Linked DNA regions of Canis lupus: region 2 is linked to region 1. Evidence: chromatin contacts called from public Hi-C data. All regions are on one chromosome and are shown on one strand. Each heading gives the region's core, a stretch centred on a gene start, on an enhancer-like site or on the middle of the called end of the contact. The rest is flanking DNA. Distances are from core to core; before and after follow the strand shown. Region 1 holds the start of ATG10 (ubiquitin-like-conjugating enzyme ATG10). Region 2 has its middle 89 kb from the start of ATG10.

The links. A called contact is a pair of places that touch in the nucleus more often than the background predicts.
Region 2: a contact with region 1 is called in a Hi-C map of blood, with 4 times the contacts expected there. The contact joins the enhancer-like site here to the promoter of ATG10 in region 1. A contact is called at or near these places in 3 of 9 Hi-C or Micro-C datasets (amygdala and blood).

Annotation. Positions count from the first base shown.
Region 1 is chr3:25,550,536-25,553,359 of UU_Cfam_GSD_1.0, reverse strand. It overlaps ATG10 (ubiquitin-like-conjugating enzyme ATG10), which reads left to right and starts at 1,416. Exons shown (of 8, transcript XM_038532420.1): 1 at 1,416-1,775. It overlaps LOC119871164 (a long non-coding RNA gene), which reads right to left and starts at 1,877. Exons shown (of 3, transcript XR_005356795.1): 1 at 1,674-1,877.
Region 2 is chr3:25,639,221-25,642,179 of UU_Cfam_GSD_1.0, reverse strand. No RefSeq gene overlaps it. Among named protein-coding and RNA genes, the nearest start is that of ATG10, 89 kb to the right of the region's middle. Within about 2 kb of position 1,494, at least 17 of the 20 cell types and tissues checked have an H3K27ac peak or open chromatin away from gene starts, as enhancers often do. A contact at or near this core is called in blood, where this site is marked.

The sequences.
Region 1 (2,824 bases), core at 167-2,666:
GGTTATTATATGGTTAGCTAAACTCAACTAAGCTTCTGGCTTATGGTGGGTTCTCAAATTTTAGCTTCCTTCTCTTTTTGTGATCAATGTATTGTTTTACTCCACAAATACTTATTACTAGTGAGGAACTCTGCCAGAGGCTGGCTATGCACTGACGACAGACCCTGCCCTAAAGCACTCTGAAGTGTTGTAGGGTAAACACCTAAACAGGCCAGGGCTGTTTCTTGTTAAGAGTGATATGATGAAAAGAAGTATATAGAAGTTACCTGATTTACCTTGCTCTGTTTCTTTGGTTTTGGCAGGTGGATTATGACACTTAAAAACATCTCAGGTGCAAAAAACTTTTTTTTTGTTAACATGGTATCATTGATGCATGAAAGTGTTTCTAGATTATTGGATACGATGCCAAGCAATGCATTTATTTCTTTTTTTTTTAAGATTTTATTTATTCATAGAGATGCAGAGAGAGAGAGAGAGAGAGAGAGGCAGAGACAGGCAGAGGGAGAAGCAGGCTCCATGCAGAGAGCCTGACGTGGGACTCGATCCCGCGTCTTCAGGATCACGCCCTGGGACTGCAGGCGGCGCTAAACCGCTGCGCCACCGGGGCTGCCCCATTCTTATTTCTGTATGTGAGTTTTATGGCTTTTGAGGAACCGTTTAAAGTCGAAGGAAATACCCATTCACTAAAGTTCTCACTCAGAACTCACTTCCTTGTACAAAAAAAAAAAAAAAAAAAAAAAGCTGGTGAATTGTTTTTAATTGGCAACTATCGAATTCATTTATATTCACAGTTACTCAAACATGTTAGGAAGTTCACTTACTAGCCCTATCTTTTGAGTTTTATTTTACATGCAGTAAAATGTATCCCTGATATGAATTTTGTCCAGCAAAAAACGGTGTCATCAGGGTACACCCGGGTGGCTCAGTGGTTTAGCGCCACCTTCAGCCCAGGGCGTGACCCCGAGGTCCCAGGATCGTGTCCCACGTCGCGCTTCCTGCGTGGAGCCTGCTTCTCCTTCTGCCTGTGTCTCTCATGAATAAATAAAATCTTAAAAAAAAAAAACCCAAAACGGTGTAATCATTAACACAATTAAATTATCGAACAGTTCCATCATTCCCCCCTCCCTCAAATTTCCTTAAGCTCTTTTTTAGTCAACCCCTTTCTCTGGTCACCATTGATCAGTGCTCTGTCCCTTTTTAAGCACTTTTTATCGTGAAATGATTACAGACTCACAAGAGACTGCAAAAATAGTGCCGAACCTCACGTATCCGTCACCTCGCTTTCCCCAGGGGTGACCTCTTACGTAACTGTGGTACAAGATCATAACCGAGCCCCATGCGCTTGAAAGCAGGTTTTCCTTTCACGTCTTCAACTCACCACGCTTTTTTTTTTCACACAAATTTAATTCTGTTGTGTTACAAGGAGCAGAGCTAGTTTCCCCTCAGATGTCGGCTGTTGCATTTTCAGTCTTTCAGCTCGATTACCCCTGTTACTTCTACGTTTTTCTGTGGTCTTTACCCCACAGTCGCCCCCCCATCCCAATTTTTTTTTTTTTTTTCCTGAGGTACGTGCCCCAGAGGGTACTACTGGAACTCTCGAACTGCTACCGTCTACCTGGGTCCTTAGGTCAAAGGAGGGAGCCGTGTTTGTGACTGGTGGCTGAGGCGCTTACAGGAGTTTCAGCGCGTGCACGGACGCCGGCCGGCTCGGACTCCAACCTCGGAGAAGGTTCTCGCTCCGCCCCGTCTCCAGCAGTCACTCACTGGTTTTCCAGGTATGTGGCTATTTGTTGGGAGGACAGGTGGCGACGCCGCAGCCGCTCGCCCGCGGCACCTGCACGGGCGGCAGCCCTCGTGCTCGCGGGGCGCGCGGCCACGGCTCGCTTCCGGCGGCGCTGGGCTGGGGGGCGGGGCCTCGGCTCGCGGGGGCCGGGGCTGCCGCGAGGCCACGCCCCCTGGCCCGAGTCCTGCGCGCGCGGCCCGCGACGTCAGCCCCTCCCCCGCGCGAGCCAGGCCCCAGGGGGCGCGGGAGGCGCAGGTGCGCATGCTCCGCGTCGGTCGCCGCGGCGGCTGTGGCGGAGGGAGGGCCGGGCCTGCCCGCTGGGGGCCGTCGGCGCGTTCGCTCCCGTCCGGTGCTGAGGCGTCCGTGGCCCCCGGGAGCCCGCCCGTCACCCCGCGCCCGGGCCCGCTGGCCGGACGGCCGCTGGCAGAGCGCTGGGCACCGCCCCGGCTCCCCTCCCCCAGCCCGCGGCCCCGCCTGCGCTAGGCCGGCGTTGGGGTCAGGGGCCGAGCGGAGCGGGGTGAGTACTCGCGCGGCCCCCGTCGGCCCCCGTCGGCCCCCGTCGCCCGCGCCGCACGGTCCTCCCGCCGCCGGCCGGCAGCCAGCCCCGAGCCCCGAACAAAGACCCGGAGGCGGGGCCCCGGAGCGGGCTGCCGGGGCGGCGGGGTCGCGCTGACCGGGCCCGGCGCCCGCGGGGACCCGGGAACAAAGGCTGCTCGGTGACCCGCGGTGACCCCGACGCCCAGGCCCGCTCAACTTGGAGGGGTTTCGGACTCCGTGAGAATCAGGGAGGGCCGGCCGGCTGGCTGGCTGGCATTCACAGCCGGCAGCCGTGCGTCTTCCGAATAACCTCTCCACGCGTAGCGCCTGAAATCACGGATTGGGGCGTAGTCGACTCATTTAGAGGCGCGAACATCTGCGATGGCAAAGCTTACAAACATCGAGGAAAAGCAGCAGGATAGTTGAGAAGGGAGCCCTGCCTGCCTGAGAGGCCCACCTGCGGATGAATCCGTCATCTAGGGCGCTGTGCCCTGGCTCGACTTT
Region 2 (2,959 bases), core at 245-2,744, 89 kb before region 1:
GAGCGAGGGCATCACCACCTGCCCGGGCTCCGCAGCCCGGGTTTTGGCAGCGGGGCCCCACGTCTGCGCGAAAGGCTCGTTGGACTTGGCCTGAGAGCTTCCTAAAATATCCCCGGGCCTGATGCAACATCGCTGGGGGATGGCACCGCATTGCGATGTGGTGACAGGATAACCTGGTGGCGGGGAAGGAGGGCCTTGCAGGTCTCCAGATGGCCGTGTCTGCGCGAGGCCAGGCGATCGCAGCGCTCCCGAAGGAGGACGGGTCGGCTGCAAGGGCGGTTAAGCTCTCGGGTGGGGGGGGGGGGGGGGGCGTTCCCGTGGGCCGCCGGCCGTGCAGAGGCTGGGACCCCGGGGAGGGCTCGTCGGGGGCCGGAGCCCCAGGGGACGCCCCCAGGGGCCCCCAGGGCACCCCACGGAGCAGAGCAAGCGGGGAAAGGGCCGAGCGAACCCATCTTTGTGGGGAAGGCAGCAGAAAGAAGAGGGTGGCTTCCCCCAGAGTGTGTCCTCTGAGCAACGGCGGGGGGGTCGGGGTGGGGACGGGGCGGGGGCACAGGCCCCGTCCGGGGAGAGCCGCCGAGCACCGGCGCGGGCCGGCAGCCTCCGCCAGGTGTGGCCGAGGCCCCCGAATAAAGGCTACCTGCCGGCTCCCGGCGAGCCCCCGCTCTGCAGAAGGACCTGAATTCGGAGACGTGAATGCAACCTTGCAAAGGAATGCAAGCCCTCCGCCCTCGCCGGGGCCACCCTGCGGCTCTCGGGGGGCACGAGGTGGGGGGGGGGGCAGGCGCCAAGGTTTTCGCCCCTTTCCCAGCGAAACGTGGCGAGTGTCCCCCACGTCTCCCGCCCCCCCCGCCCCCCCTGCTCAAAGTCCTCCAAACTGGAAGCCGCAACGTCTTTTCAGCGAGTAATCAGCACAAGTTGAAAGGCACATGCTGTCGCATTTCTGATCAGATTGTATGCTAAGCAGGCGGACGCCCCTCCGCAGCCCCCGCCCCCGCCCCCCGCCGGCTGCGCGCTCGGCGCGGGGAGCCGCCAGGCAGCGCCCCTCACTTTGGCGTGGCGGGGCACAGCCGCCCGGCGGAGTGGGAGGAAGAAACATTAACTTCAACAGCTGTTTCTTGACCCCGGCTGTCAGTCTTCCCAAGAATAAATTTTGGAGAGTCCTATTTGAAACAAAGAGGGAGTTTTCGAGGAGAGAAAAGTTGGTTGGAGGCGGGGAGGCCGCCCGGAGCGGCGGGCGCGGGCGGCGGGCGGGCAGGGCGCAGCCGGCGGGCCTGGCGGGGCGCGGGCACCGAGCGGGCGCCCCGCCGCCCCCCCCGCGCCCCCCCGCGCCCCCCCGACGCGCGCCCGGATCCCGCGCGGGCGGGGAGCGCGCAGCTCGGCTCCAGTAATTCCCCGGCTCGGGCGGCTTGAAACTGCTCGGGCTGAATAGCATTTGCTGTTCCGGCCCGCGGCCGCCTCCCGCCGCGCCCGCGTCCCGGAAGTCGCGCGCCCGCCGCCGCCGCCGCCGCCGCCCCAAGTTTGTCAACACGAACTTCTCCGCGCGGGGTGCGCTCGCCTCCCGCGGCCGCTGCCGAGCCGCCGGCACACACACGCCCAAATAAAGCTGCCCGGGCGTCCCGGCCCCCCCTCCCCCCCTCCTGGAAGGCTGGGGCTGCGGGGCAGGGGCTGGCGGGCGCCGGGGGACGGCGGGGGGGGGGGGGCGGGAAGGGGCTGCGCGGCGGGCCGCGGGGTCGGGATGCGGCGCCGTCGGGGGTCGGAGGGGGGGAGGGGGGCTGCGGGGGCCGGGCCGGGGGGGGGGTGCTGCCGCAGGGTCGGGATGCGGCGCCGTCGGGGGCCGGAGGGGGGGAGGGGGGCTGCGGGGACTGGGGGGGGGGGGGCTGCGGAGGGGCGGCGGGGGCTGGGGGGCCAAGGGGGGCGGCGGGAAGGGGCTGCGGAGGGGCGGCAGGGACCGGGAGGTGGGCCCGGGGGCGTCGAGGGAGCGGCGGGAGGGGCTGCCGCGGTGGCCCCGCAGGGTCGGGATGCAGCCGTCGGGGGTTGGGGGTGCTGCCGCGGTGGGCCCGCACCTCCGCACCTCTGCACCTCTGCCGGCGGGTCGGGATGCGCGCCGTCGGGGCCGGGGGTGGGGGGCGGCCCCTGGGCCCAGGTCACCTGCGGCGCCCTCCCCCCCCTTCTGCGCTCCTGCGGGACCTCGCCGTAGCCCCCCCTGGAGACCCTTCGGAATAAAGGGCATTAGGGTCATGAAATGTGTTTTGAGGCTCCAGCCGCACCCTGACCGAGATGCTCGCGGTTGGAGGGCAGGGCCGGGCCACCTCTTCGGCCTGCAGCAGGTCGGGTCCGACACCTCGGTGAGGCCCTTGGGTCCAAACTTAACGGACTCCCTTCCCCGAGCAACGTCTGCGGCTGAGTTCAAGTCGCCGCCACCCCGTTCGGGTGTCCGTGGTCTCCAGCTGCTCCCCCCGCGGAGAGGCTCCCCGCGCGGCCCCCCATCCCCCTCAGCCTCCCGCCCGGTGCTGGGGAGGAGGAGGAGGAGGAGGAGGGGGATGAGGAGGAGGAGGGGAGGGGAGGATGCTGAGTAACCCTTTCCCTTCCGAGCTGTCGCCGCGACGCATCCATCCTGCTCGGATTGCTGGGGAGGCCCAGGCCTGACTTGCGGAGTTGCGGCCCCAGGCGCCCAGGAAGCTGTGCCCCTCGGGGCCCCCGGGTTCTCCTGGAGGAGCTGGAACATCAGACACTGATGCTAACTTTGTATCTAGTTTGAAAGACTGCATAGCGGCGTTCAGAACCTGGAGGACAGCCGCTCTCCCCCCACCTGCTGCAAAGTCAGGTGTGCGTGGCCGAGAGGGGTGGGTACACCTCACGTTGGCGACCCAAAGCTGGCTCCCTTGAACTGGAAATCCATGCACTTAATGGGTGCAGGAAAATTCTACTCTTCAAAACCAAGTCAAAGCGCATACATGTC